2 separate regions of the Mus musculus genome follow, and region 2 is linked to region 1. Evidence: chromatin contacts called from public promoter capture Hi-C data. All regions are on one chromosome and are shown on one strand. Each heading gives the region's core, a stretch centred on a gene start, on an enhancer-like site or on the middle of the called end of the contact. The rest is flanking DNA. Distances are from core to core; before and after follow the strand shown.

What was found. Promoter capture Hi-C pulls out the DNA fragments that hold promoters and counts their contacts.
Region 2: a promoter capture Hi-C map of hippocampal neurons shows a contact between it and region 1, with 5 times the contacts expected there. The contact joins the promoter of Amn1 here to the promoter of Rep15 in region 1. A contact is called at or near these places in 1 of 39 promoter capture datasets (hippocampal neurons) and 1 of 115 datasets of contacts at active chromatin or transcription factors (astrocytes).

The regions. Positions count from the first base shown.
Region 1 is chr6:147,030,583-147,035,449 of GRCm38.p6, reverse strand. Rep15 (RAB15 effector protein) reads right to left here and starts at 2,913. Exons shown (of 1, transcript NM_025620.2): 1 at 1,932-2,913. The coding sequence starts at 2,785. The coding sequence ends at 2,093. It overlaps Ppfibp1 (PTPRF interacting protein, binding protein 1 (liprin beta 1)), which reads right to left. Exons shown (of 31, transcript NM_001355728.1): 31 at 3,425-4,867.
Region 2 is chr6:149,186,642-149,191,508 of GRCm38.p6, reverse strand. It overlaps Amn1 (antagonist of mitotic exit network 1), which reads left to right and starts at 2,797. Exons shown (of 7, transcript NM_001113424.1): 1 at 2,797-2,903. The coding sequence starts at 2,866.

The DNA of each region.
Region 1 (4,867 bases), core at 1,664-4,163:
AGGTATTGCCATGTTTGTTTTGTTTGCTTTTGAGACTGTATCCCAGGCTAGATATGAATTTATGGGAATTCTCCTGCCTCCAGCCTCCAGAGTGGAAGTACGAATCACACCTTTCCTATTCCCTTACCCTTACCCTTTGAATGGAAAAACTTGGAGGCATTAGGAATCTAGAAGAAATCAAATGGCATATCCCAGAGGTTTAACTAAAGAAAAAGTAGTTGTACAAGATTCTTTAGGGCAGAGGTAAGACAAAGCAAAAGGGATTTCCAAAGTACCCAGTGAAGTGACAATGGCCTGGAGAGGACAGATGGAGTCACAGAGGAGAGCCAATTAGATAGGCACTATTGGTAGTTTACTAGGTATTTGTAACTAGATGCCAGAGCCCTAGAATAGGTTGCAAGGGCTGGGATCAATAGAGGGAGGAACGTACAACTAGAGAAAAACCAGCTCCAGGATAAGTGAGTGGAAATGGGGAAGCATTGGCTTCAGATTTGACCGCATCCCATCCTCAGCAACTGTGACATGTCAGTGGTCTTGTATAGACTCAATGGCCTGCAATGAGCCTTTCTATACAATGAGCCTTTCTAAATAAATGATGTAGAACAGAGAAGTTCCAGTGACACAGATCATAACATCAAATGTACTGCTTACTTTAAAGGCCATCCAGTATGCTACCTGCTACCATCTTGCCTTACAATGTCATCATCCAGCCTTGAAAGAGCCCTAGATTCCCAAACACAGAGAGGATCAAGGCTATGAGAAGCACCCCCCCCCTTTTTTTGAGGGTAGGTATGTAGAGATTTGGTCCATGTTGTTTGAAGACAAGTTCCACTGGGTAGCCCCTGCTAACCCAGAGTTCGACAGGTAACCCGGGTTGGGCTTCAAATTCACGGCCATTTTTCCTCAGCCTCTCCCAGGGCTAGGATTACAGCATTGCACGACCACATCAGCATGGTCCACGTTTCAGCAAGGGTTCCACACTAGGGAACAGGCTAGGAAGGGCAGCACAGAGTGAGAGCAGGAGTGAGGCAGAGACAAACAACAGCCAGCTTCCTCACAGGTGAACATCTTTGTGCTCAAGAGTCAACTCACTTATGTATTGTTGGAAGAGTTGGAGCCATAAGTGGAGACTTGGCTTTTTGTTAACAGCTCATGACTTGGGAATGACACACATCATAGACAAATAGCAACAAATACATACTTCTTTTTTTTTTAAGATTTATTTATTTATTATATATGTAAGTACACTGTAGCTGTCTTCAGACACACCAGAAGAGGGAGTCAGATCTCGTTACGGATGGTTGTGAGCCACCATGTGGTTGCTGGGATTTGAACTCAGGACCTTCGGAAGAGCAGTCGGGTGCTCTTACCTGCTGAGCCATCTCTCCAGCCCCAAATACATACTTCTTAATAGAGCCTCATGTGCAAATTATAATAATATATTTAAAGCACTGGGCCCAACACGAGGTCAGTAAATAGTGGCAATTGCTCTTTATATTGTTAAGTCCCAAGAAGACATTTTAGAAAATATGACCATTGTGTTTGAAAATACATTCCTTACTGCGAATACACATATTTCACCGGTGACTCAGTAACTCATGGTATAGCTAACACCCAGTTGAACCCTATGTTAAATACTTTGAAAGTCCTTTATTTGTGGAGTTGCTGGGAAGAAGCAATTGTGGAGGGAGGGCTCAGAAGGTCAGCAGTGGGAAGTTTTCTTTAGGAGTCCTGAACCAAAACTGACATCCCCACCACACCTCATGAACAGTTGCTCTCCTTACAACAGCAGTAACATTTTAAGCTTGTGACTATGAGATGAGTTCAAAGACAACTTTTTTTTCCAAATCAAACTTTATGTATAATTTATCATTTTCTCTTCCAATTTTTAGTTTTGAATAAACAAAACCCAAAGTAAAATTTCCCAAGACACAGCAACAGCTATTTTTTTTTTCTTTTCTTTTCCGTAACTGGGACACTAGCAAGTTTTAACCCAGGGATCACTTTCAGTCAATGTAGGGGGTGGATAGCCCTGTGTTGGGGATTGTCCTCCTGTTCTGTCTCACAGGCCAGTCACAGCAACATGCCCAGTTTAGAGGATGCGGATGTAAACTCTGCCCATGTCACTCAGCCCATCTCTTTTACTCAGACAGTTCCCTAGCAGCTCTTTGATGGAGATACAGTCCTTTGTTTCCAGCACAAACTGCTCCACAGCCTTTCGTCCTGGCAGCTGGCTCTCCATCATCCCGTTTCTGACACTCTCCAGGACAACGCCTCTGATAGCCTTAGGTTCTCCAGGCACACCGAAGATGATAAACAGACCCAGACAGTCCTCTCCTACCAAGTTACAGAACTCTTGCAGCTTGTCAAATCTGCCTTTTTTCCAAGACTCCTCTCCCCTTGACTCACAGGATTTTGGGTCCGTCAGAGGGAGCGAAGCCATCCTCAGAGTCTGCACTGCCACCTGAAGCCGTATTTGCTTATCAGGTCCCCAGAAGGTCCAAATCCAGTCTGCTCCAAACAGCCAGGCCTGGTGCTTGGTCATCTTGGTGGTGGTGAGCCACTCATCCGCTCCCCTTTCCTGGCAGAAGGTAACGAAGTGGACGAGGAAGACCTCAGTCAGTGAACTCGCTGCAAGGCAGAGTCTGCTCAGCGGATACTCAAACCCGAGGTACTCCTTCAGCTTCTGCGCTGCATGGGAAATAGCCGCACTGACCACCTCACACATGGCAAGAACCTCCTGGCTGTCCTTCGGAGCTACCTGCTGTGAAGCCTTTTGTCCCATTTTCTCACACCCAGTAAATGCTGCTTCTAGCTATTCAGCATGTGAATGTCACCGGGAACTGCCTCTTTCTCATAGATTTTCTTCAGCAAAGCCACATCTGTTAAAGCCACCACCAGCTTCCTAATGCCACAGCTTCCTTGATGTGGCTAGCCATATAGACCCGAGGCTAGACAAACATGTGAGGGAGGGCCCCGTTTGTCAACTGGGTGTGTTGTGCTCACAGATTCCTGATGCTTGCCAAGTGACAAATGACAATTTCACACAAAACACCTGCTCTACTCCAGGTTATGTACAGGCTACATTTGATCTCTTCCTGGATGTGGCTCCTGTTTCTAAAAACTAGTCAAAATAAAACCAGCACGTGAATGTATGGGTTAGACTCCTACATTCTCCAACCAATGTCTCTAAGCTTGTGTCTCTTCTGTTTCCCTTTTTTGACGCATCTGTTCTGACCCTTCCTTCCCCAGGCAGGTTGCTGGCATTTCCTTTTATATGTACTTCTTAAGCAGAGATCTCAATTTGTCTGATTCAAAAAAACTCAATCAAACGTGCAAGTTTACAAACAAAAATCAGTTACTGTTTCCACCAGAAATGAAGACTTTGTTTTTCTGAACAAAGAAACAATGACAAATACACAAGGCAATTATCAATTGACTTTATTTCCTCTCATAAGGTAATGCAAACTTTGCATAATACTTTTGTAAATAAAATATATAATCAAAAGTTTTTAACTTTATCACATATCATCAGTTGTTACATTGTCCTTGATAAAGAATATTTGGCATCTGTAACAGTCTGCTGGTATTTTAACCAGGTTCTAATAACAAACTGAGCTTTCAAATGGTGGTATTTATTCATGTTAAACTAAAACCCCAATACAGGAAGAAGCCAATATTGTCATGAAATCATGAATGGGAGCATGTTAGCATCTGATAATTTAATTAGAAATAACCAGCAGTGTTACAAGGTTCACAATGAACAGCTTTATAACCTGCAGAGCATAAAAACGGCATACTGCTGACATTTGGAAATAGCTATCACCAGATCTATCACTGTAAAGTGACCTGTCCACCTGTCCCCCAGTGTCTAAGCTCCTGTCCAGAACACAGGGGATCTCATTTAGAGTAGCCCTGAATGAAAAGTAGATTGTCTCCAACCCTGCTGAAAACACTCATAGACACATACCACTCAACAGCTGCTTTGTAGCTTTCTATTTTCTTTACAAAAAGCCTTTGGGCCCTGTGTGACAGAAAACATGAGCAACCTGCTGTTGGACAGGATAGCCATTAGAAAATGTTCTACAGCTTTAAAATATTTGGGTTCTGATTGAAATAATACGAAGCCCCATCAGCTGACAGTCTGAGTGTAAGGTACAATCGACATGGCTAGGCAGGACTCCTTAGTTCAACATAATGATGAGTTTAGCAAAGGGAAAAAAAAAGAAACTTAAGATGTAAAGGTTCTGTTTGTTTTTTTTGTTTTTCCAAAGTTATTCTAACAAAAACTTTTCTGATGGGTATATGAGTGCATCCAAAGGCTTCAAGTTGATGTGGTAATACCCTAAAATTCTTCATTATAAAGCAAATGGAGTCAAGATTAAAGTCCAAGCTCCAAACTGCTCAGCAATTTTTGTGGGAGCCAAAGAAGTTTATCAAGTAGAATTTAGCCTGAATGGTAACACTGTTAAAATTCAGCAGTGGAAAAAAAATGGGACTCTGGTATCTTCAGGAATCAGCTGGTATATGATCATTGAAATATTGGGGTTTCTTCGTTTTAATATGATCTTTTGATCCTTGTGTCACAAAATAAAGGTTCTGCTTTCTGTATACTGTATATATACACGTATTTAGAAAAATATATAAAAATAAGACAGTGAGAGGCAAGTGGAGGTGCTGCTGGCATGGTGGCCTTGGATCTGGGGAGCAGCTCTTTCCGCTCAGACGGCTGCAGTGAACACTGATGTGGCCAGATCCTCCCTCCTGGGGATGTGAGCGAAGCACTCTGGTAAACACCCAATCGTAAATGCAACATATGTCACAGACTTTACATTAAATAGAGGCAGAGCAAGCGCACTTCCGTTCA
Region 2 (4,867 bases), core at 1,548-4,047, 2.2 Mb before region 1:
TTGACTGTTCCTTGAACACATGTGTGTGCCCACTGATGAAGCCCATTGCCAGGTGTTTGTGATATTGGTTGCTGAGAAAGAGTCAGAAAATCTCCCCAGCAACCACAGCCCGGCCAATCCTGAGTTGCTACACCTGCACCAGACTCTTTCCTCGTACCCCTCCCATATCCATTTCTTGAGAATAGACATTGTTTAGATCTGGAAATCCCCTACTCTCCCCTTTCTCCTTTCCCCCCTGAGGGCCTATAAAAACTGGGACCTCTTTCCCCTCGAGGTCGACTCCTCTACCCCTTTGTGGGATATGAGTTGTCCCCAGAGCTCTGGCTCACCCCCCCTCCCCAATAAAGCATCATGTGGTTTACATCAAGCTTGGTCTATCGTGAGTTCTTGGGTGTCCGCTATTGTCCTGAGGCCTGAGCGAGGGGCTCCTTTCAGAGTCTTTCAGAAGGAAGGAAGGAAGGAAGGAAGGAAGGAAGGAAGAAAGAAAGAAAGAAAGAAAGAAAGAAAGAAAGAAAGAAAGAAAGAAGAGAGAAAGAAAGTCAGTCTTACCTAGGGGAGCCAGGTCCCTTCATGATCCTTTTTGAAGGCCCAGTCTTCTCCACAGTGGCATTCTTACCAAGTTTATGTATTGGTATGGAGTGCTCTTGCTGAGGGCCTCCTTGCTACAGGGACTCCACCTTGTATATCGTCTCCATTTTGTACTAAACTAGATTCTAAGAAATGACTGAATTTCCAGAAACTGCTTCTGGCCCCAGGTGTCCTACATGAACTTGAAATATATATCTCAACTTATGCTTTGTTGGTTATCACCCATACATGCCATGTCTGAAACCCAGAAGTTGCTAAAGAAACTTTGATTGGCTGGTCTCTATCCAAGCCAAGTTATCAGGAAGCCATCTGAGGTACTTGATGGATAATAACCCACTTCTTAAGGTGCCAGGTATGAATCCAGTTGGAAAGATACAATGTATACGTGTACTCAGTTAGTTGCCTCTATTCATGTCCCTATTTCACCTAATTTGTGTTTTGGTTTTGTTACTATTGTTTTTGGGTTTTTTGTTTTTTTGTTTTTTGTTTTGTTTTGTTTTGTTTTGGAAACAGGGTTTTTCTGTGTAGCCTTGGCTATCTTGGAATTCACTCTGTAGATCAGTCTGGCCTCAAACTCAGAAATCCACCTGTCTCTGCCTTCCAAGTGCTGGGATTAAAGGCATGCACCACCACTGCCCGGCTTGGTTTTGTTTTAAAAGGTTGCTCTGTCTTGTCCTTCCCTGTCCTGCCCTGCCCTGCCCTGTCCCACTGACAGTTTGAATTCTGAACCCAGCTGTTTCCCTGATATACTAGTTTTATGAATAAATTGTGTTGCCTGGAACTTGGTTTTCATAGTGAATTATTCCCAAATTCTCAGACCTTAACATTCTGATCTGAAAAACAGGCCAAAGAATTTCAATTTAGAAGGATTATAATGAATATGACCTGTTGGGGTCCATGAATAGCCACACGCTGACCACTTGGACACTAATCTCAGATATGATGAAAGTTTATTGACTACTTAATTCAGGCTTATCGATTAGGGACATAGAAAGGACTTGGGAACCAGACTGTGCTACCTAGGGCAGACTGGTTATAGGAAAACCAAGTGCAGAAGACATTGTAAAGCCCCAGAGTATCATTACCTGCCGGGAGACACACACCCCCGCCCCCCCATCCGAAGTGAAATGAGACTCTCAGATCCATGCAAAAGCAAGAGGTTTATTTTTCTGGTCCGCTGGGATCGACCTTCAGCGGTCTCTCAGGCAAGAGACCAAGAGACCGGAGGCGACCCTACATACAAGCACCTTTTATACATTTTTAAGCCTATTACAGTAACAACACCTAAGCCCTTGGTGATAAGTTGTTAGGCTGACCTTTTGGCTGATTGGCTGGGCCAATATCAGATCATCCTGGGAGAGTAACTTCGTTCCCCAGAGGGCCCAGGTGGCCTTCAGCCAGGACGTTGTATGATTTTTCTGAGAAGTGTTTTGTCAGTCATTTCTGCGAAATCGTCCTGGGGTCGGGAGCGAGAAATTCTCCCTTGAGGCCTAATACCCTCTCCTGGAGCCATCTCAGGGTTCGATCAGAGTCGCTTAGTCTTATCAGTATTATGAGCTGCCCTCTAAGCTGACTGGTACTAAGTGAGATGGGTAAGGTGGTAGTTAGGGGTTTCCAGAGTATTGAGCTAACAGAGCATGAGTATTATGGAGAACGTTATGTCAGCTACGAATAATTACTTCTAGGAAGCACAATCTGAGAACCTGTACTTAATTTCACCTTATGAGCAATATGGAGACTAAAATCAAAATAGCTAGTCATGTTAAACGGAACAGGCCTTAATATGTCCCATTCCTGGAATGACCCAGGACTGCATGGTTCAGCTCTTGCTTCAGGCGCACTCTGTGGAGATGACTACTGCAGTCCTGTAAACCCCGTGTTTGAAGTCGGTGTCTGTATCTGACTAGAGACTTGGTTTGCTTCATGGGACCTGGCATCGCACCAGCAAAAGCAGTGACCTGCCATTAGCCTTTGCCTGGACAGCGACTTCTGGCGACTCTTGGGCAGGAGAAGCAGTAACTGGCAATAGCGGGCAGGAAGAACTACAAGTCCCAGGGGGCTTTGCTCCCGCTTTGGATGCCTCTACATTTTGTGCCAGTTAGTTCTGAGCAGCCCTCAGTTCTGCCCAGAGAGAGCGCTGAACTTCCTCTTCCGCTCCTAATGTGGCCACGCCCCAGGTCCAACTCTGTGACGTCATTTAGGTTTACCAGTCCTGCGCGACCGGAAGTTGGTTGTGGAGGGCCGCAACTGCCGTCCAGGCTTAAGAGGGCTTCCGCGATGCCTTTGTCCGGAGTAGTCAGTCAGCTCCTGGAACTGTGAGTCCGCCCCAGCTCCCAGTCCCTTCCCTCACGTCCTGCTGGCTCCTAGTCCTTGTCCCGGCTTTGTGTCTGGTCTCTGAGGACTGTGGTGCACCGTGGGGCTGGCGGCTCCACCCGATGGCCTGTCTCAGGTGGGCGTTGAGGGTGAAGGCAGAACAAAAGAAACCTGGAGCCAGGCTGGACCAACAAACCTCCACTAATACCGGCGTGACTCGCTAGCTTTGGGACCATGAACAGTAACAATCTCTCCCGATTGTACAGGAGAGCTTTCTAAAATTCGGATAACAGTAGGGCGTGGCAGTTCACGCCTATAATCCCAGCTATCCGGAAACTGAAACAGGATTGCCACAAATTCGAAGCTAACGGGGTAATGTTGTAATACACACGCATACCCAAGCAAATCGCGTATTAGTACCTGTCTCAAGGAGTCTTTGTAAGAATCAGCTTAACATATGTAAAGCCCTTAATCCAAACACTTCTTGAGAATTCAAGTTGAAGTTCAAGGCTCTTCAGCCATATAGTGAGTTAGAGGCAGGCTTTAGTATTACTTGTTATTTCTATTTTTAGAAAGAAAAACTATTAACAGAAAAGCAGGAATGGTTTAACAATTGGAAACTACAAAGACTACATTGGTTCCGTTGTTGACTTAACAGTACATAAACAAATGTTATTTCTTGCCTAAGTTCCAGCTTTTTCTTCTGTATTGTTTTGTTGCTATTTATTTTTCCTTGAGACAGTCTCATGTAGCCTATGCTGGCCTAGAACACATTGTGTGTGTAGCCAAGGATAACTTTAAACTTCTGATCCTTCTTCATTCATTTCCTGAATGTTGAGATTACAGACACACACTATATTATTCCCAGTTTACCTCAGCCTCCTGAGCCCGAGGCAAGCATAATGCCAACTCAGTTATATCCCCAACCCTTTTGTTTTGAGACAGAATCTTATGTAGCACAGGCTGGCCTCAGACCCACAATGTCAGGCTAACCTTGAACTCTTGAGTCTTCTGCCCCAGCCTTCCAAATGCTGAGATTATAGACTTGAGTTATCAGCACCAGCTTTGGCTTTGGCTTTTTGAGGACAGGGTCTCATGTAGCATAACAGGCTAGAAATTCATTGTGTGGCAAAGGATGTCCCTGAACTTCAAGATCCTTCTTGCTTGTACCCATAGAGTTCTGGGATTGCAAGTATGCCACAATTGTTTGTGTAGATAGAACTTAAAGCTGACTTACCAGAAAGCAATTTGACAATATTGTTACCATACCACAGAACAATATGGATGCTTTTCTAAAGGGAAATAACTAAATGAGATGTCCAATGTGAAGCTTATAGCCATTACAAAGGGTGAGAATACTGAAATGCTTTTAAGGTTTTCACAAGAGATTGTTGAATGAAAAGGACAGTAGGTACTGAGAAGTAACTATTACCGGAATGCTGTTTTAGGAAACTGACACCTCCCTTCTCAATACCCTTCAATACCTTTATTATATGTTTGTGTGGGGATGTGTATGCAAGCACAAGGGAAGAAAGAATGTGTGTGTGTTTGTAAACAGAATTTGTGGTTGCTTGACACAGGTATGAGTTTCTCAGATGGCCAGAATTTGAAGCCCTAAAACATGTTGGTTACATTGCTTTAAAAGAGGCTAAAGAAGACTCTACCTATTCTGGTATATTGGCTGGTTTTGTGTGTCAACTTAACACAAGCTGGAGTTACCACAAATAAAGTTCCTCAGTTGAGGAATTGCCTCTATGAGATCCAGCTATAAGGCATTTTCTCAATTAGTAATCAAGGGAGAGGGCCCAGCCCATTGAGTGGTGCCATCTCTCTAGGCTGGTGGTCTTGGGGTCTATATGAAGGCAAGCTAAGCAAGCCAGGGGAAGCAGTCAAGTAAAGTGGCACTCCTCTATAGCCTCTGCATCAGCTCTTGCATCCAGGTTCCTATGTGAGTTCTAGTCTTGAC